Linked DNA regions of Mus musculus: region 1 is linked to region 2. A link is a contact called in public Micro-C data. All regions are on one chromosome and are shown on one strand. Each heading gives the region's core, a stretch centred on a gene start, on an enhancer-like site or on the middle of the called end of the contact. The rest is flanking DNA. Distances are from core to core; before and after follow the strand shown. Region 1 holds the start of Gad2 (glutamic acid decarboxylase 2). Region 2 holds the start of 4930412O13Rik (RIKEN cDNA 4930412O13 gene).

Region 1 (4,337 bases), core at 47-2,546, about 13 Mb before region 2:
CCACCCGGCAACCCAGGGATTCGTCCAACCTAGGCTGCAGGCTCAGAGGGGAGCCCACGACTTTGCTCCCGCCAGCCGCGGGCCCCCGACCTTGCCAGCCCTTCTCCCATTCAGTGCCACCACTCACCGCACAGCTTGTTTCCGATGCCGCCCGTGAACTTTTGGGCCACCTGGCACCACGCTCTCGCTGCAATCGCCAGGCAGGGAAAAGCGAATCGGAAAGAAAACAGACGGGCGAGTGAGAATTTTCGTTCCAAGTGAACCAGGTCTTTAAGTCCAGAGTCTGGGGGCCCGGCGCCAAACTCGAAGCAGCCACCAGCTAGCGACTCTGCTTTCAGCAGGTGGGGGAGTCCGAGGGAATCTGACGCCGGGGCCAGCCCTTTCCTTGCGGTGTCCCAGAAAGAAAGCAGCTCACAACGCCGCCCTTTGCACTTTGTTCGCCAGGTTCTCGGGTTTCCAGACTCTCCCTGCCCTCACCTGGGCTGCCTTTCCTAAACCCGAGGCTGTTTGTTTCTCACCGCGCTTGCCTTTCAGACCCCAAACTCTTTCCTGCTCCCATTTTGTCTTTCCCTGCCCAGGGTCTAGACGTCCCGAGGCAAAGCCTAGATCTTTGATTTCTGACTCCCGCAGACGCTGCAGTCTTTCAGGAGCCTATGTTTAGGGGAAGGGGCCTAGACAACCCTGGGCTTTTTCCCTGGGGGACAAAGGACTGGGTGGGGGGGGGGGTTGGTGTTCTCACACAGTTACGGACTTAACCCAGAGAGCCGGGCGAAGCGCCCGAATAAGTTTCCTGTTGCAGATGTCAAAGCTTTGATGATCAGCCTAGCCCTGCAAACCCTAAACCACCCACAAAGCTCTCCCGCTGCAGGTCCTGATTTTCCTACCTGTGCCCGGGTTCTCAGGATCCGCAGAGCCATCTTCAGATCCGAAGGACCAAAAGCCGGAGCCAGGAGACGCCATGGGTTCTGCTAGACTGGCGCTGGTCGCCTCCAAGTGGCTGTGGCAAGCTGCCTTTGCCTCGACCCTGCACGAGAGTGCGTGCGTGTGCGAGTACGTGTGGCGGGAGAAGGGCACCGCGCGAGGGCTGGAGCGGCAGCGCGACGAGGGTGGGTGTCACACAGGGACAGGAAACGTGCTGTCTGCGTATGCCAGTGCTCGTGCGTGTTTGTATGTTCCAGTCAGGGCGCAGGGACGCGCTGCTGTGCTCTGCGCCGCCGAGGTTAAATGGGGGGAGTAGCCGTGATCCTCGCAGTCTGGAGATTGGAAAGTGGAAAGGGCCCAAGAGATTTTTAGGGAGAGGGAGCTTGGTGGGGAGATGAGAGAGTGACGGAAGGGAAATGGAGGCGCTGGGTCGTGAGGTGCGAGTCAGATGCGGGGGAGGGAGGCGTGCCTGCGTAGTGCTGACCCAGCCACAGGCGCTCCAGGTCTGCTTCTGCCGGAACGCGCTGTCCAGGGTGCTACCACAGCCCTCAGCACGCTGGCCTAGGTGACCCCAGGGACAGGGAGACCTTGGCAAGATTGGAATGGTGGCCGAGGGCAATTTCACGTGTGCATCGATTGGCTCATTGTTTGAGGGCTGTCTCTGGCTGCTGCCGAGCAAAAGTGGTTCTCGCGCCCGCCTTCCTCCAAACCAGTGCTGAGGTCGCTGTGACCTCAAGAGCCCAGGCCACCTGGCCTCAATCAGGAAGAGCTCCAAAGCTTGGGGAAGGAACCAAGGAGGGAGGAAGGTGGACCGCTTCCACACCAACGAACTCATTTCATCTCCTTAGCAGAGCCTAATGTCTGCCTGCTGAGCTGAGCCAGCCTGGGGGGTGGGGGTGGGGGTCGTACGGTTTCTGTGCAGTCATGCCTGGGTCCCCAGACCCATCGTCCAGGTTTTGACTGACGGCTGAAGAGAAAGGCTGCTGATTGAAGCAATTAAAATCCACGCTGGAATCTATCACTGAGGACCTCAGGCTGAGAAAAATTAAATAAATAAAACGAACAGAAACTTCTTGGAGTGGGTGAGAGCTGACACATACACAGGATTCAGGGAGTCTCAAAGTAAGCGAATCAGTTTTTCCAAATCCCAGGAAAAGGCACTCCCATCTTTTCAGGGATACTCAACCCACTGACCTCGTCCCTTCCCAAGAGGAGTTCTTGCCATCAGCAGGTGCCTAGGAACACAACAGTGGCAATTTCCCAGCCCAGAAAGAAGTAGTTTCGTTTGTGTTTTCTAATAAAGGAATGAAAAAATCCTTTCTGTTTCCCTTTTCCCAAAGGCTCTTAAATGCAGGGACGGCGCCTTGAGGAAGATTTGGGGCCCTCTGGCTCCGCTTCCGTTTCCTCTTGCCTATACTAAACCCATAGTTCCAGGCTTACAGAGAGCTCAAGAAAGACTTGCAGGAAAGTGCTGCTTTAAACCGTTCCCGATCTCCTTTCCTTCTCTCCGAGCGAGGGACTGCAGCTTCCCTGCTCTCCATAGTCCTTTATTCCTTCTTTGAGTTTTTCAAATGAGTCACCAAAGCTGTTGCCGGAGGAGAAACCCTGGGACCTTTAGTCTTGGTGACCAGGATCACTTATTTTGTTAGGGATCCGGAGACCTCGAATAACTGCAGATGACCAAGTGCATTCTCTCCACAAAGCTTTATCTTCTTCCCAAGGTTTCCAGAATCCAGGGGGGCCAGGGAGGATCTAGCTAGAGGATGCCCACTGAGGTCCGGTGAGTGGCCCGAGGTGGGGAGGGGGAGGGCGGTGAGATTGGCACTGCTGAGGTGCTACCCAAGGCGTGTCTCTAAGGGAAGGCAGTCACCTTGACCCTAGGCCTCAACTTAGTAAGTCTTTAGGGTCCTCCAGGCCTGGTGGCTTCAGCTGGCAGAGGTAACAGCTCCTGGAAAGGGCGCTTCCGCCCAGCCTTGCCAACAAGACTTGGAGAGCCTGAGTCTTTGTTTAAATCCATACTAAATCCTGCAAAATAATTCTCTTCAAGCCAGCTGGCTGGGGTTGAAGCTTTTTACCATGGATGAGTGGTCGGAAATAAAAAAAAAAGGTTCTTAAACACACACACACACACACACACACACACACACACACACACACACACACACACACACCTTCCAAGGAAGAAATGGATGAAAACAAGAGATACAGATTTTCAACATCTGAATTTTACTTCGTCAAAAATAGTAACTTAAAGCGATACTGTGGAAATGCAATTGAATCCCACAGCTCTGAGTATTTTTAAAATCTTATCATACTTTGAAAAAAAATTTTGCCACTCCCCACTTCGAATGCAGGCTGGAATTGGGTTTGTCTTTTTAAAAAACCAACCCTTCGTAGACAGCAATTTGCTTTGTAAATTTTTTTCCCTTTTCCCAAAGGGCCCATCCCCCACCCCCCTCTGGCTCCGGGTTGTTGATAACAAAAGAGCTCTGGGAGGTAATAATTACAGTCATTAGTTCACAAAGGAGGCAGTAGACTGCGAAAGGAATACCGTTAGCCCGGAAGGCTTTCTCTTTACAGTAGGAGACCCATACCAAAATCTCCAGTTTAGCCCACCTCAAGGTTTGGTGGGATTACCTATTCCTTGTCCACTGTGAGCCACCCAGAAATCCCCGTAGTGGGGAGAGGAGAGGGCCGGTCAAAGAAGGATATTTAGTACAAGTTTTCTCTCTCGAGTTCTTTTGCTGCTTAAATGTTGAGAGACTGAAAAAGGCTAGATAGAAAAAGGGTTTGGAAACAACCACGACGTTGCAATCTTCCTTTTCCAGCCTTATCAAGCCAAGGTGCAGGGGCTGAGGTAGATCTGTCTGTTGCGTCTCTACTCAGCAACCGAATAAACCTTCCCAGACACTCTTGCGAGGACCGTGGGGTGCAGGGTCCTCCGCTGGAAGCCAGAATTAAAATCTGGCAAGCTGCAGAGCCCAACTCCTCCCTAACGCACCTGCTTCAGGTGGGGCTGTAGTGCCCAGGAAGCAAAGCCAGCGCGGACACCCGAACTCCTGCCCCCCTCCGCCAATATCAGTCTGTAAGCCCTGCTGTTAAGGTTTCTGGTGCCAGGTACAGGTTCTGCCGCTCCGTGGGGTTGGCACAGTTAGGGTGACTCTTCTGTCCTGTCTGTCTGGCCCCAAACTGGAGCAGAGCTTTCTAGAGAAGGAGCAGGGAGGGGGGCACTTGAATTTGGGGCCTCGGTCTTGTCCACAACAGGATCCTACTTGTAAAATGTACTGGCTACACGGAGCTTTAGAGGCTGATCTGCGGAGACTATGACCACTCCAGGACGCAGAAGTTATCAGCGCCCTCTGCTTTATTTTATTATATATATATTTTTTTAAGTAGCAGGAGCCAAACCATGACCT
Region 2 (4,532 bases), core at 1,586-4,085:
CAGACCCGGGGCGGGTGGGCGTGGGAGCCGGGAGATCTGCGGGTGCATAGCCTTTTCATTTAAATTCCCATGGGTCCCCCCACCCCCAGGCTTCTACAGCCAGCTTCTTCTCCTGGCCAGTGACTTTTAGCAACCTTCTTTCTTTACATCACTAAAGTTCCCATGTCTACTGTTTTAATTGGAAAGGTGTCTCCGTTGAGGAGCAGGAAGCCTCAGCCAGCATGGCCCCGCTGCTTGCTTCGTTTTCCACCGCGGTTTGATTTTGCTCTCTTCTCTGTATTTCAGCTCATGCGGGGAAAAAAGAGAAAAGAGGACATGGTGAAAGCTAAGGTGATAACGTAATATGTGTTTAACCTATGAGGTCCGGGTCGCCGAGGCAAAGTGGCCTCCCCAGCCGTTTTGTAAGCTCAAGCCAGGCTGACTGGTGGCGCCTTGGGACTGTGTCCCCGGCATAACCCTCCTGCTCCGCAGCTGGCGAACTATTTATACAGCTTTACCTGTACTATTCTCGTATCCAGTAAAAAACCCTCGCCTGGCCTGGGTAACTTAATCCGGAGGTTAAAACGGAGGAGGGGGTACAGGGGCTGGCTCCAGAGGAGAGGAAGTGTGTTGTGAGACTTAAGCAGGGTCTCTTCTTTGCTCCTCCCCGGATTGGGAAGGCAATTAGGATTTAGTTCGAGAAACCGAGGCGGGGAAGTAAGATTGAGACTTGGATCCATGTCCCAGTCTTCCCGGCTTTTCTCCTCTCAAACAGGCACTGTGGATTGACCAGGCGGCCGCAGCTCCAACCCATGCTCCAAGAAAGAACAGTGGTCCGGGGGATGACCAAGGATGAGTCTCCTACCGTGGCTTGCTTGGGGGCAGATCTAGCTCCCCCTCCCGCCTTTCTTTTACAACTTCCATGCCTAAGACAAAATGATCAAGGAACCCAACCCGTACCTTCACAACCAGACCCTCCGGGTTATCCCAGGCCTGCATATCGCAGAGCCCGGGCGGGGATTGCAGCGTGCACGGAATCGAATTAAACGCATCTCGGTGGTTATTGTCTCTCGCTAATTGCTTCAACAATGGCCACTGTTAAAACGGATACACCCAATTAAAGGTCCCGCGCGGTCTCCCTGGGTTCTCGCCACCGCCCCGCTTCCCTAGTCCGAGGCGATGTAGACCTCCGGGTTGTGAACCGGTGGTAAGGGGGTACCGGCGCCGGCCTGGATACCTCTGCCCTTCGCTTCCTTCCCAGACGCACAGCGACCACGGTCTTTTCACTTCGTTTTCTATTAATCAATCGCATGGAAGGAAGATTGATCGAGCTGGAATGGGAAGTGACTTTTTCCCTAGTCCTTGGGTCGTCGGGGTCCCGGGCTGTGAATTTAATTTCTGGCCTTCGGTGCTGCTCTGCTTTCTCCCCGACCTCCCAGCCCTTCAGGTTCCGGGCTTCACTTCAGTCGGTAACCGCGCCATCAGATCCGCCCAGGCCGGCGCCTTGGCTCCGGGAGGAGGGACAAGGCAGCACGCCCCGCTCCGCTTCGTTTTCCAGCCTGCAAACATTTGCTGCCTCTAGGAGAATCCTACTATTCCGCTTGCGCTCGGCGTGCAAAGTCCCTAAGTAAACACGCTCAAATGACAGCCCTAGGCATTCCGAGGCACGCTTTCTACCCCTGCCCAGGATTAGTAACTATAGTACTTCGACCCCCGGGGTTTGGCTTTGCAGGTCACTCTCTGGAGGGCTGCGCTCAACAACCCCCCCACCCCCGCGACCCCCAAAGTAGCATCTTTTCGCATCTCGGCCCCGCGGAGCTCGCCTGGTCTCTCTCGGAGTCAGGTTCGGGTTGTTGACTCTGGGTGGATTTCTACCTTCTGGGTCCATGGCCCCAAGTGATGAGGCCCAATCACTCGCTAAACCTTTTTTTTCAATCAGGGCTTCCAAATTCTGAAGGGGACCGGTTGTGTCTACTTCTAGAGGGATGGGGTCGCCCTAGTGAAGGCGAGTGGGAGGGACCTGAGGATGGGCAAGTGTGTGTGTGTGTGTGTGTGTGTGTGTGTGTGTGTGTGTAGGGGGGTGAGGGGTGTCTCAGCTTACTCCACGCATAGAGTAAGTCAGATCCATTTCTTACCCTTTCCCCAAGAGGGCACACATACCCTGCTCAACTTGACGCCTCCAGCAGCAGCCTCAAGGCCTGGGTTTTCAGATAGGCCAAATTGACTCCGGCTATCCAAGTACAACAGCCCCAGATCCCGGTTCTAGCTGAGCCTTTGCCTGCTCCGCTCCAGATGCTGAGTCCCCAGGGAACCGTAGCGTTCGTCAGCCCCTTACCCTATAGAGAGAGGCCTCATGAACTGCAGGAGCCAAAGACTCCAGGCAGCAGCGGCAACAGCATTCTCCTTGATGGCTTTCTCTTGCCTTTCCCCCAGCTCCGCCAGATGCTCCAGGGGAAGAAGGGGAATGCGGTACACCGAGCCAGACCCGGTGTGCCTTGGGGTTGTGGTGGTGGTGGCACCCCAGGTCTTTAAGGGGGCACCCAGACGTCCCTTAACGAGGCCCGGATCAGCTTTGTAGCTCTCTGGAACTGAAGGATTGGGACCACCTTTCCCTCCGGCCTCAAGCCCCCTCCCCTCCCCCACCACCCGCCAAGGGAAGAGGAAGCCCGGCCTGCATTTGCGAGCAAGGCGGGTCAGACCGGCGCCTGTCCTGGCCCAGACCCCCGGAGTCCAGCTCTCCGCCTCAGGCCACGCGCCGCAGCCTCTCCGGACTCGATCCCTTCCCCCTTCTTCCCGGTGGGTCTCGGAGCCGACCTCGGCCCTCCCTCTCCGGTATCCCCCTCCTCTCTTTTTCCCTCCCCCTCCCCTGCTCTGTGTTTCTGACTCTGGGGCCGGCCCGTGACGTCAAACCCAGTGTGGCGTCGGCGAGACTGGCCGGCGCGGGCCATCAAAAGAGCAACGTCCTCTTTCCCAATTACCCACTGTCAGTCCGGGAACAGGGGCGGACCGGCTGGGAATTACATGTTAAATACCCCCTACAGGCTGGATCCAGTGCCCGGGGCGCCTAGCCTCAGGCCCCCTACCCCTCTCTGCCAACCCTAAACTACCTCAGACCTGGAGGGGCCTATTAGATATTTTGTTTTTCCAAGGGAGGGGAGTGTCTTTGCATCCAGTCTAGCTCCTCTGGTGATTGAATTAAGACGAATAATCCTCTCCATCCCCACTACTACATCTATTAGAGAGGCGCCCCTACTAGGGAAGCCATCCTTTTCAGAAGTATATTCTTTTTCAGTCTTTAAAAATACGTTCTAAGCCGTATAGACTAACATGTTCAGTTCTTGGCGTCAGCAGCTTTCTTTCTTGTCTCCAGAAGGATTTCTTTTGCGCATTAAAAAAATTATTATTATTATCATCTACATCTCGGTGCCCGGGACCAAAGAGATATGCTTACTCGAGACTTTTCTCGAAGCTGTGAACTAGGGACTGGCTGACTGATGCCTTATACAACTCATGAGTGATACAGCAATAGTATTTTTCCCTTTTAAACTCTCATTCTAGATCTTAATCCCGGGCCTTTTAGCAAAAATGTGTGTGCGGTCTTCTCTGCTTGTTTATGGAATGGTTTCCGGTGAATGTTAGACAGCAACTAAATAATTAAAAGGTTTTGAGAGCGCCGTGAGCTGGAAGAGATGCTGGCAGCTTGATTGGCCCAGGAGAGATGGGTTGGTCAAAGAGTGAAAGTAAAAAAATCGATATTCTAAGACTGGGCCGCCCTCATAAACGTGGGACCAAGGGGTGCAGGGTGAACTCAGAAGGGAGGGAAGACTCGTTTTTAAAAAAAAGGTATCTTCGTAATTTGTATTTAGAAATTCAGCCTTGATTTCAGTCAAAGATCAGATGTAAAAGGGGGGGGGGTGTCAGGAGAAGCTCCAAACCCAAGCCCGCAGGGCACATTTCTAAATAAATTTTGTCTTCTTCAAGGGTTGTATTGTAAAAAGAACGCACCTTCCCTCTCCCCGCACTCCACTGGCTTCAAGGTAGATATTGATGGCTTTTCTCCACAGTAGAATAGAAGAAGTTACTTGGAACTTTTAAGAAAGGGCTTGTCGGGAATCCAAGTTTTGAATAAGTGGGAAATATTATGGGGTAAAGAAATGAAGAGGGGATGACGCCTTCAGTTCCAGTAACCCTCTAAAGCCAAGCTCTCTGCCCTGGAGGGTGGAATGGGAACACCTCTTACACTGCCCTGGGGTGCACCCGAAGTCTCTTTCGGACCTTGCTCATCCGGGCAGTGTTTTCTGGACCCAGGCTGCAGAAACCTCAACGCCACTAGGGGATGCAGTGACTCAAAGGACGGAACAGGGCCGCAGAGGTTGGAGCCCGTGGGGCGGGGCGACTGCGGCCCGGTCGTGGTATCTCCCGATGATTGGTCCTTACAAATGGCCCCGCCCTCGTCCGCCCAGCCTCTCTACTGGGCGTCTTCCAGCCTCTCTCCTGTGTCAGCTTGCGGCCCTCCCACCAGACCCTGTCCCAGAGACCCAAAATGTCCAGGG

The links. A called contact is a pair of places that touch in the nucleus more often than the background predicts.
Region 1: a contact with region 2 is called in a Micro-C map of embryonic stem cells, with 18 times the contacts expected there. The contact joins the promoter of Gad2 here to the promoter of 4930412O13Rik in region 2. A contact is called at or near these places in 2 of 39 promoter capture datasets (hippocampal neurons and second pharyngeal arch cranial neural crest) and 2 of 484 Hi-C or Micro-C datasets (both in embryonic stem cells).

The regions. Positions count from the first base shown.
Region 1 is chr2:22,619,286-22,623,622 of GRCm38.p6, reverse strand. It overlaps Gad2 (glutamic acid decarboxylase 2), which reads right to left and starts at 1,296. Exons shown (of 16, transcript NM_008078.2): 1 at 885-1,296; 2 at 128-187. The coding sequence starts at 960.
Region 2 is chr2:9,879,549-9,884,080 of GRCm38.p6, reverse strand. 4930412O13Rik (RIKEN cDNA 4930412O13 gene) reads right to left here and starts at 2,835. Exons shown (of 5, transcript NR_024257.1): 1 at 2,402-2,835; 2 at 2,140-2,315; 3 at 1,217-1,538; 4 at 940-1,074; 5 at 1-285. 9230102O04Rik (RIKEN cDNA 9230102O04 gene) reads left to right here. Exons shown (of 4, transcript NR_040511.1): 3 at 286-330; 4 at 755-1,040. It also overlaps a transcript of Gata3 not described here.